Linked DNA regions of Rattus norvegicus: region 2 is linked to region 1. Evidence: chromatin contacts called from public Hi-C data. All regions are on one chromosome and are shown on one strand. Each heading gives the region's core, a stretch centred on a gene start, on an enhancer-like site or on the middle of the called end of the contact. The rest is flanking DNA. Distances are from core to core; before and after follow the strand shown. Region 1 has its middle 24 kb from the start of Trnaa-agc47. Region 2 holds the start of Rxra (retinoid X receptor alpha).

Region 1 (4,169 bases), core at 786-3,285:
TCCAGTTGTGGTCCTGCTGGTCCTTGGATCCTCCATTTGCCGAAGGACCCCTACAGTGCTTACTGGAGGCACAGTGGTCAGGGAAATAGCTAGCCATGGGATGGCTGAGAGGCCAGCCTGGAGGACATACTGAAAAGGTAGAGAACCATGTGAATAGAGACCCTGAGGTGGGAAAAGTTAAACATTCTAGCAGGGGAGGAAGGGCAGGACCCAGGATGGCTGTGCAGGACTGGCGGCCTACCACACTAGCTACCTCAAAGCTCCACTTGGGTCAGTGGGCAACTTGCTTATGAAACACGGAATGAACCCAGGTTACTCAGCCTGAGAGCCCCTGGAGGCAGGTACAGTCGAACTGTACTCTTCTAGACTTCCCCTGGACTGAGAGAGGCTGCCCTCAGCATGAATCTCCTGCATTTCCCACACAGGGTCTGGTCACAGAGGAGAACCAACCTTGGGTCCTGACTTGGGAAGCCGCCACTTCACCTGGAAGGCCAGACCTATAGGAAGGGACATAGAATTATAGCCACACCGCTGACTGCACCCCACTTCATGGAGGACATATGTGAAGATGGAGGTGAAGAGAGTAGTGGACTGAATGTTGCCTCCCTCAAAGACATTTCCCTTGGAACTTACAACTGCCCTTGTTTGGAAAACGATACTTTGCAAATGTGAATGGGGATCAGTAGATTAAAGGCCTTAAATCAAATGACAAGTGCCATTATAGGAGTTCTGTGTGAACACACAGGGAATCAAGAAACCTTAAGAGAAGGAAAAAGAAATTTAATAATACATTCTCAATCCTAGGAGTATCTGGGAGACAGGAGGAACCACCCCTCTAAGAGCCTTGGGAAGGGTCAGCACCAGTCCCCCACTCCATGTCCCCCATGCCTTGATATTGACCTCCAGAACAGGCAGCTTTGTTTTGAACAGCCCAGTTTCAGTTCATGGAACTTCAGTGATGCAGTATCAGGCTGCACAGAAACCTTTATTTGCTCCAAGTAAAACAGGGACCCAGCCTGGATGTGGTGTCCTGAACCTTGGCCTGGGCCCACAGTTCCAGACAGGAAAGCTTAGATGGACAGAGTCAGGACCATTTTGTCTTCACTTCTAGTTTCCGAGCACCCCAGTGTTCATCTGTGGCCGGTGACTGTAGGTATCCTAGAACCCCGTGCAGCCTGTAGCGCATACAGTCAGTCTGGCTGACTCTTCCCCTGTGGTTCAGTGAGTGTGGTGCTGGAAGGGAGCAGACATAAAGACAGGCCCCAGTTCAACAGAAACAGCAGAGGCTACCAGGGACCACAGGACAAAGTCAGAGTCACCAAGTCAGGACCGGGGTACTCAGGAGAACCCAAAAGGACCAGGCTAGCTGGCTGAGGGTCTCTCTTGAAGAGCTTCAGTAGAGTACTGTGTGTTCTTCTAGATCAGGAGTTCTTCTCAACCTGAGGGTTAGGACCCCTCTGAGAGTCAAACGACCATTTTACGGGATCTTAGAGTCACCCGAGATCATCAGAAAACACAGATATTTACATAATGATTTACAACAGTAGCAATATTACAGTTACAAAGTAGCAATGGACATAATTTTATGGTTGGGGTCCCCACAACATGAAAAACTGTTGTAAAGGGTCACAGCATTAAAAGGTTGAGAACCACTGCTCTAGATGGATGATAGAAATTTGGTCCCTGCCCTGGCTTTCAGTCGTCCACCTCTCCAGCACAGCTAGGCTTCCAGAGCCAGGAGAAAATTGTCTCCATGTCTGTCCCAGCCAATAGCCACTGATTCCACAAAAACGACTGAATGAGAGAAACAGAGCAAGCGCCCTCATCTAGGCTGCCTCTGGGTTCTGCAAACAGCACAGCACCAGGGTAGACCAAGAAGGTTCTGTAACAACCTGGAAAGCAGATGACTTTATCTGAGTCATGCCTGGTCTCAAGGGCCTGGGACCCTGTCCCTCCCTCCTTCGGGCCCTTAGGACTCTCCCAGGGAGCTGGTAGTGGGTTATTTATATATTGGAGGAAGAGCAGCCCCAGCTTGGACCATGCAGAACTTCCGGTCCTTCAGCCAAGGGGCCAGAGCAGGATGGGAGCACTCCAGAGGCGGCTGGGTCAGGCACGAAAGGTCTTTGGACCAACGCCGACCCTGGGAATACTGTGTCCCCTCATTTGCCTGCACGTCCGGGGGTCAGTTGTTGTTTTATTAATAGAGGGCCCCAAGGAGAAGGCTCACCCCACTGGATAGTCATTCACCTCCCCACAAAAGCAGGAAACCATCCAAGGCCTGCTAAACTAGAAGCACAAGGGCATCCCCCAGAGGGAGTCAGCCTTGGTCACTTGTGGGGGCATCTCCCAGAGAGAGCTTGGCCTCAGTCATTCTCTGCCGTGAGAAATAAGAAGCTAATTGCCAGAACTCGGGCTCCAGCAGACGGCAGCTACTTTAAAACTGACACCAGTCTCATTGAGACACAGAAAAATCAACCCAGAGTCTAAGCAGTAGCCTGTCTGCGAAGTGCTGGTACAGTCAGAGGTGTCCACAGACAAGGTCCTGTTAAGCCACCTGAGCCAGTCGTACATACCACAAACCTCTAGCCCAGCCCTTTGTCCCCTGTGGGGACTCGGCTGAGCCTTCAAAGCCACTGACTGGTTGGTTGTATCTTTCCCAGGCCATTCACAAAAACAGATGATCAGGTTTACAGAAATACAAACTATGTCCCTCAGAGAATCTGGTGACTGGCTTGGGCTCTTCACCCATGCTTCCATTTGTCTCCTGGGTGGTAGGAAAAAATTGTTATTTTCCTTGTTGCTATTTAACAAAACACCTGACAAAAGGAACTCAAAGAAGGGAGGGGGAGAGGGGTTCACATCACCAGAGTGGGGAAGATGTGGCTACAGGGGCCTGAGGAAACTAGTCATGTGGCATCCATGCTGAGGAAGCAGAGACAGATGAATGCTGGTACTCAGCCCACTTTCTTCTTATTCAGAATAAAACCCCAGCCCATGAAATGGTACTGGCCAGTTTCGGGGGTAGGGGTTTTCCTACCTGGAGAAGCACAATCTAGAAAATTCCTTGAGGACATGTCTAGAGGTTTGTCTCATAAGTGACACTGGATCCTGTCAACCTGACAGTCAACATTAATCATCACACATGGGAATTGCATATATGCACAGTACATATGCAATGGGCAGAAGCTGGTCCACCACAGCACTTACTGGAGACCCAAAACATAACTACACACCAAGTCACAAGCCCAGGGTATTCCCTAGCATCCCAGAGTCCTTTGGGGCTGTAGACCCCAGTTCAGTTTGTGCTTGTCAGCCAAGGTGCTAGAACAAAATCAGAACACCCCAAGAGTGGCCGGTGTCATCACCCCAGCACCCTGTGAGCATTCCAAGTTTTAGTTTCTCCATCTGGAAATAGGGCAGTCATAGCTGGGCCTCCCGAGCCTGCCCCAGAACCAAGTCCACATTATATACTTCTCTGATCAGTCCCTTTGGGAAGAAAGAAACAAACCCCAGTCTGAGTGGGCAACGTGTCCAAGCCAAAGAGAAGTGGAAGTTAACAAAAGCAGCCCTGCCCAAGGTCTGAGGCTCCAAGGTGGGGAGCGAAAACTTTTTTGGCTTTTCCAGAGCCCCTGCACCCTGAGTGGTGCAAGCCCGCCTCCGCGTGGAGAATGGTGGAACTTCCTCCAGATCAAGAGCAGAAACTGCATCTGAGATCTGGGAAATCCAGACTCCCAAAAGTGCAAGCTGGAAGAGGCTGAAAGAGCTTCCTCACCTGAATGGCCTTGCCTCCAATGCACCATTAAACATGTGGCATAACTGCAGAGGAATCAAACTGGATAGGCTGGATTTGCTGGCTTATGATAATGCTAAGCAGATTTTGGTAGAGCAGGGAGAGAAGCTCAGTTCAGCTGGTTGGCAAAGACATGGCCCACGGGGTGAGTGGCACAAAGTTGAAGCCTCGAACTGTGTGGGGTCACAGAGGAAAGTGTGACCCCTCAAAGAGACTGGAATGTTACACTAAATTTGTTCCAGGATGTCTCTCATCTGTGCGGCATGGTCCAGAAGACACTGCTCTTAGCATGACTGTGGGAAGTCATTTTTCCAGGGGTTCCCCAACATCAGTGAGGAGCACTGTGGTCTCCCCACATATGTCAAGATGGGCATAAGGT
Region 2 (4,169 bases), core at 858-3,357, 120 kb before region 1:
AGAGCCTTCCTCAGTCCTGGACCCCAAAAGTGGCAAGGTAGTGAAAAAGGAACGGTCAAACTTTCCTAGACACTTCGAATCAGACCCAAGCAGTCAGTGGGGACCCTGGATGAGCCAGATCCTCTGACACTCAGCCCCCAGGAGGGATTAGGCTGTGTTGACAAAAGGGCTTAGGCAAGTAGCCGCTTAAATGGACCTTCAACTGCACTGGACTTCAGAGCGAGTCACAAGCTTAGTAAAAAATAAAACGTAATCAGAGTCCAGGACTCAGCCCTCAGCCCTGGGGCATGGGCTGCCTGGGAGGCCACAAGCTGGTCCTGAGAGCCACCACTCTGTGAAGCCAAGACAGCAGCTCCGAAACACAACTCCTCTTCAAGGAGACTCCAGCCCAGCCACGCTGCAACCTCGTTCCCAGTTCTGTATGTGTCAATTTTGAGATTGGGCTCTGTCTCTCCTGGGGTGCTGTTCCCACCTCAAGACCTAGTCAAAGTATTGCCAGGTCCTAGTGAGTCCCAGGCCAGAGAGCAAAGCATTCCTGTACTGCAGAACCCAACTCTGTGCACATGAAGACTTGGGTGGAGGAGAGAGACATCTCAGGAGCCCCACCACACACACACACACACACACACACACACACACACACACACACACACACCAGGCCCCACAGCAACAAAAGCTTTCTTGTCGGCTGACTTTGGCAGGGGGTTCCAATGCCAAATTCACCATTTGTACTCTCTAAGTGAGGCCTTTCCCAGTCAGTTTCTCAACTGCAGCATGGACAGGAGTTTACAGCCTGGGAGCTAAACCCCCACGCTCAGGTGTGCCGCCACCGCCACCGTCCCCATCACTACTTATGAGGATGAAGAGTCTGAAGCTTTGACAGGCTCCTGGCACTACCCGGGTCACTCTGCAGCAGACCTGTCTGTGCGACCTCCCCAAATCACCAAAAGTCCTGGCAGACTCGCTGGGTTCTGATCACCCGTCATCGTAAACAAAATGCACCCCCAAACCTCATAGGGGGTGGGCAGGCAGAGAGGCAATGATCATCATGGAGCTTCGTCCATAATCAGCTGTCCTGATTTCCATTCAGCACAAATTCTTCACTAGCCTGACAGCCTGGCTGCCGTCCTCACCACCAAATTAATATCTTTCCCGGAGCTCATTTATAAAGTCTCCCTACCCTGCTTCCCTCTGGCTCCCAAAACCCCAGGGAGAGCAATGACCCTGCTTGGTTCTACTCCTAGAGTTGGCAAGCTGTTTGGGGTTGGGTGCTGCTGGCGGGAGGGTTGCAGGACAAGAAAACGATCCTTCTGCCGATGGGCTGTCTTCCCCTAAATACTGAGAAGAACAACTAGGGGTGCCAGAGCGTGGGGCCCCAGTTCTGGGTTTAATGCTCCTGATCAGAGACCCCCTGAGTGACCCTGCCCACCTAGGTTTGGTCTGCTGTCGGAGAACGGCAAGATCGCAGACTCCGTCCTGGGCAACGAGACTGCCAGGGGCCAGCGGCCTTCTCCAAGCGGCAGCCCGACGAGCTGGGAAGAGCAGTGGCCTCCCGGAGCCCAGCGCGTCGTCCCCATCCCAATGCCAGGGAGGCCCAGAGCCCTCCAGCAAGCGCAGAAGTTGCTCCTCCGGCGTGGCCGGATTCCCGGGCAGCTGGGGCTGGGCGCCCCGGGGGTCCGCGGAAGCGCGAGGCTCAGCGTGAGGGACCCTCTCCACGTCCCGAGCGAACCTGCGCTCGCGCCAGCCCCGCCGCCCACTCCTGCTCCTCGGCAAGTCAGAGGCCCGGCGTCCTCGCCCTCTCCCGCCGCGCGCCCGGGCCCAGGAAAAGTTGCCCTGTGCCCACTCGCCTCCCCAAGCCCGGCGCGCTAACTCTCGGTACCGCCACGGCGCGGGGCCAATGGGCCCGGCCGGACCCCCCGCGCGCGTTGCGCACGCGCCCCCGCCCCGCCAGCCCCGGCCCCCTCCCTCGCCCGCGCCGCCGCGGCCGGCACTCACCGAGCGGCAGGAAATGTTTGGTGTCCATGTCTGCTACTAACTCATGCCCAGCCGGCGGCGGAGCAGCAGGGCGGCAGCGCGGCGGCCCCCGGCGCGGCCCGCCCGGGGCCCGGGCGGCGGGGAGCCGGCGGCGGCAGCGGCGGCGGCGGCGCGCGGAGGCCGCGGCGCGGCGAGTTGTTGCAAAAGTCGCCCAACAATGTAAACTACTTGTGCCTGCGCGCGCCCAGCGCGCGCACCCGCCGCCCGCGCCTCCGCCGCGCGCCCGCGACCCGCTCCGGCCCGGCCTGCAGCGGGGGGAGCGGCGGGGGGCCCGCGACGGGCGCGGACTCAGCGCAGCGCCGCCGCCGCCACTCGCCCCGCCCGCAACCGGTGCGCGCCCCGCCCGCCGCCGCCGCCGCCGCCACCCCGCGCTCGCAGCCCGGCCCCGAGTTGTGAGCGCCCTGCAAACTTGCAAGTTTGCGACTGCCAAGGGTTCCCGGGAGCCGTGGGGTGGCGGCGTGGGAGGTGGGCGGGGCGGCGGGGTGAAGCAGCCTTCCCTCTTCGGCTGCCCAAAAACCCGGCGGCCCGCGGTGGTGGAGAAGGAGGAGAGCCGGGCCCGGAGGAGAGCCCCGCGGCCGGGCCATTGTCTGCACGGACACACAAAGAGGCCGGCCGTAGCCGCGCGAGGACCCTGGTCCTTCAGAGCTCCCTGCAGGAGAGTCGAGGCCCTGAGCACCCCGGTGGACACATGGGGAAACTGAGGCCAGGGAGGGGCGGTGAGCCAGAGGCAAGAAGCTGAGCAGGGAGTTGCTGCCCTTTGGACACTCCAGTCCCCTCCCACCTAACACGCGAGAGGCCCAAAGAGGTCCCTGGTGTCTGACCGCAGGCCAGACAGGCGGGGGAGGGGAGGTGCGGGGGGGTCTTCTCGGGATACCCACGTTAACTCGACGGCTCCCACCCTCCTCCGATGCGCGGGGCTCGCTCCAAGGCGCAGCTACCCGCTTCGGACATCGCCCGTGACCCTAGGCTATTTTTATACCTTGGGCAGCTCTCTGCCCTGACTTAAATTCATGATTTGTTTGTTTAAAAACGAAAGGAAGCACTCCTACCCAGGGAGAGCCTGGGCCTCCTCCGCAACCCGCCCGCCGACTTGGGCAGCTGGAATTCGGATTTGGGTGTGAGCTACCTGAGTGGAGCCAAGCCAGCCTCCCTAAGCGCAATGTTCCCCCTGTGCCAAGCCAGGCAACCGGCAGTCCCGCCTCCCTCCACTCCCAGCTGGGGCTTGCCAGACCAAAATCCAGCGTGGAGGCCCTAGCAGAGGGGTTTACCAAAGTCTACAGGCTGCACAGAGTGGGGGGCTGCCCAAAGAGTCCCCTCAAGACAAAAAAGAAAGCCCTGCGTGGGTGCACTACCGCCACCCTCCAGGACTGCACGTTTTCTCGGTAAAGAGAAATCGTTGTGGGACTCTCTTAAAGATGCTCCCAGAAAAACCATAGACCTGTCTCAAAAGAAGGCCATCTCTGGGCCTCCTATGGGGTCTGGGAAACAAAACGGAGGGGGGAGACTAATGCCCTGGATTGTGCTACAAATCAGGCTCCTTTCCCAGGCCTGGCCCATCAACTGGGCGGTTCCTTAGTGTGGCGCGCAACTTGGGGTGCTTCTAGTAGCGCCTGCATCAGACAGCACAGCTCCATTGGACCCACTGACCATGGGGGGAAGTCCCCAAGATTCCTTCCTTGACAAGAAGAATCCTCTTGATAATCCCTGGCAGGCAGTGAGTGGGCAGAACTAACTCCCTGTGTCAACAGCAAGGCCAGAGAGCAGCTAGGATAGTAGAAGCCTTACCTGAGGAGGTGTAATCACAGTAGAGCTGAGACCTGTTCTTCAAACTCCGGGCCAGCCTCGCCAGGGCCACACGTGATGGCCAACAATAAAGGACCACCCTTCTACCCTGGCCAGTGAAATCTGGAGGCTGCGGACAGCCTGCCCACACTAAGTTTCAGAACAGAAAGGATGAGGAAAGGCCTCTGGGGGTGCATAGAGAAACTTCAATGATCCCTGTTCTCCAGTATTGTGGGCCATTCATTCTATCGATAAACATCAGCGGGGTCTACTGAAGGCTTGACCCTGGGTTCTCCTCGGAAGGGATGGGCAAGACGGGCAAGGCAAGAGCACAACCCAGCTCTGTCTCGCAA

The links. Hi-C and Micro-C count contacts between places; a contact is called where the count stands out from the background.
Region 2: a Hi-C map of liver shows a contact between it and region 1, with 4 times the contacts expected there. The contact joins the promoter of Rxra here to the enhancer-like site in region 1. A contact is called at or near these places in 9 of 12 Hi-C or Micro-C datasets (the A7r5 cell line, the Rat2 cell line, Schwann cells and 5 more) and 1 of 1 datasets of contacts at active chromatin or transcription factors (oligodendrocytes).

Annotation. Positions count from the first base shown.
Region 1 is chr3:31,266,182-31,270,350 of GRCr8, reverse strand. No RefSeq gene overlaps it. Among named protein-coding and RNA genes, the nearest start is that of Trnaa-agc47, 24 kb to the right of the region's middle. Within about 2 kb of position 2,035, at least 5 of the 93 cell types and tissues checked have an H3K27ac peak or open chromatin away from gene starts, as enhancers often do. A contact at or near this core is called in liver, where this site is marked.
Region 2 is chr3:31,385,830-31,389,998 of GRCr8, reverse strand. Rxra (retinoid X receptor alpha) reads right to left here and starts at 2,107. Exons shown (of 10, transcript NM_012805.3): 1 at 1,996-2,107. The coding sequence starts at 2,023.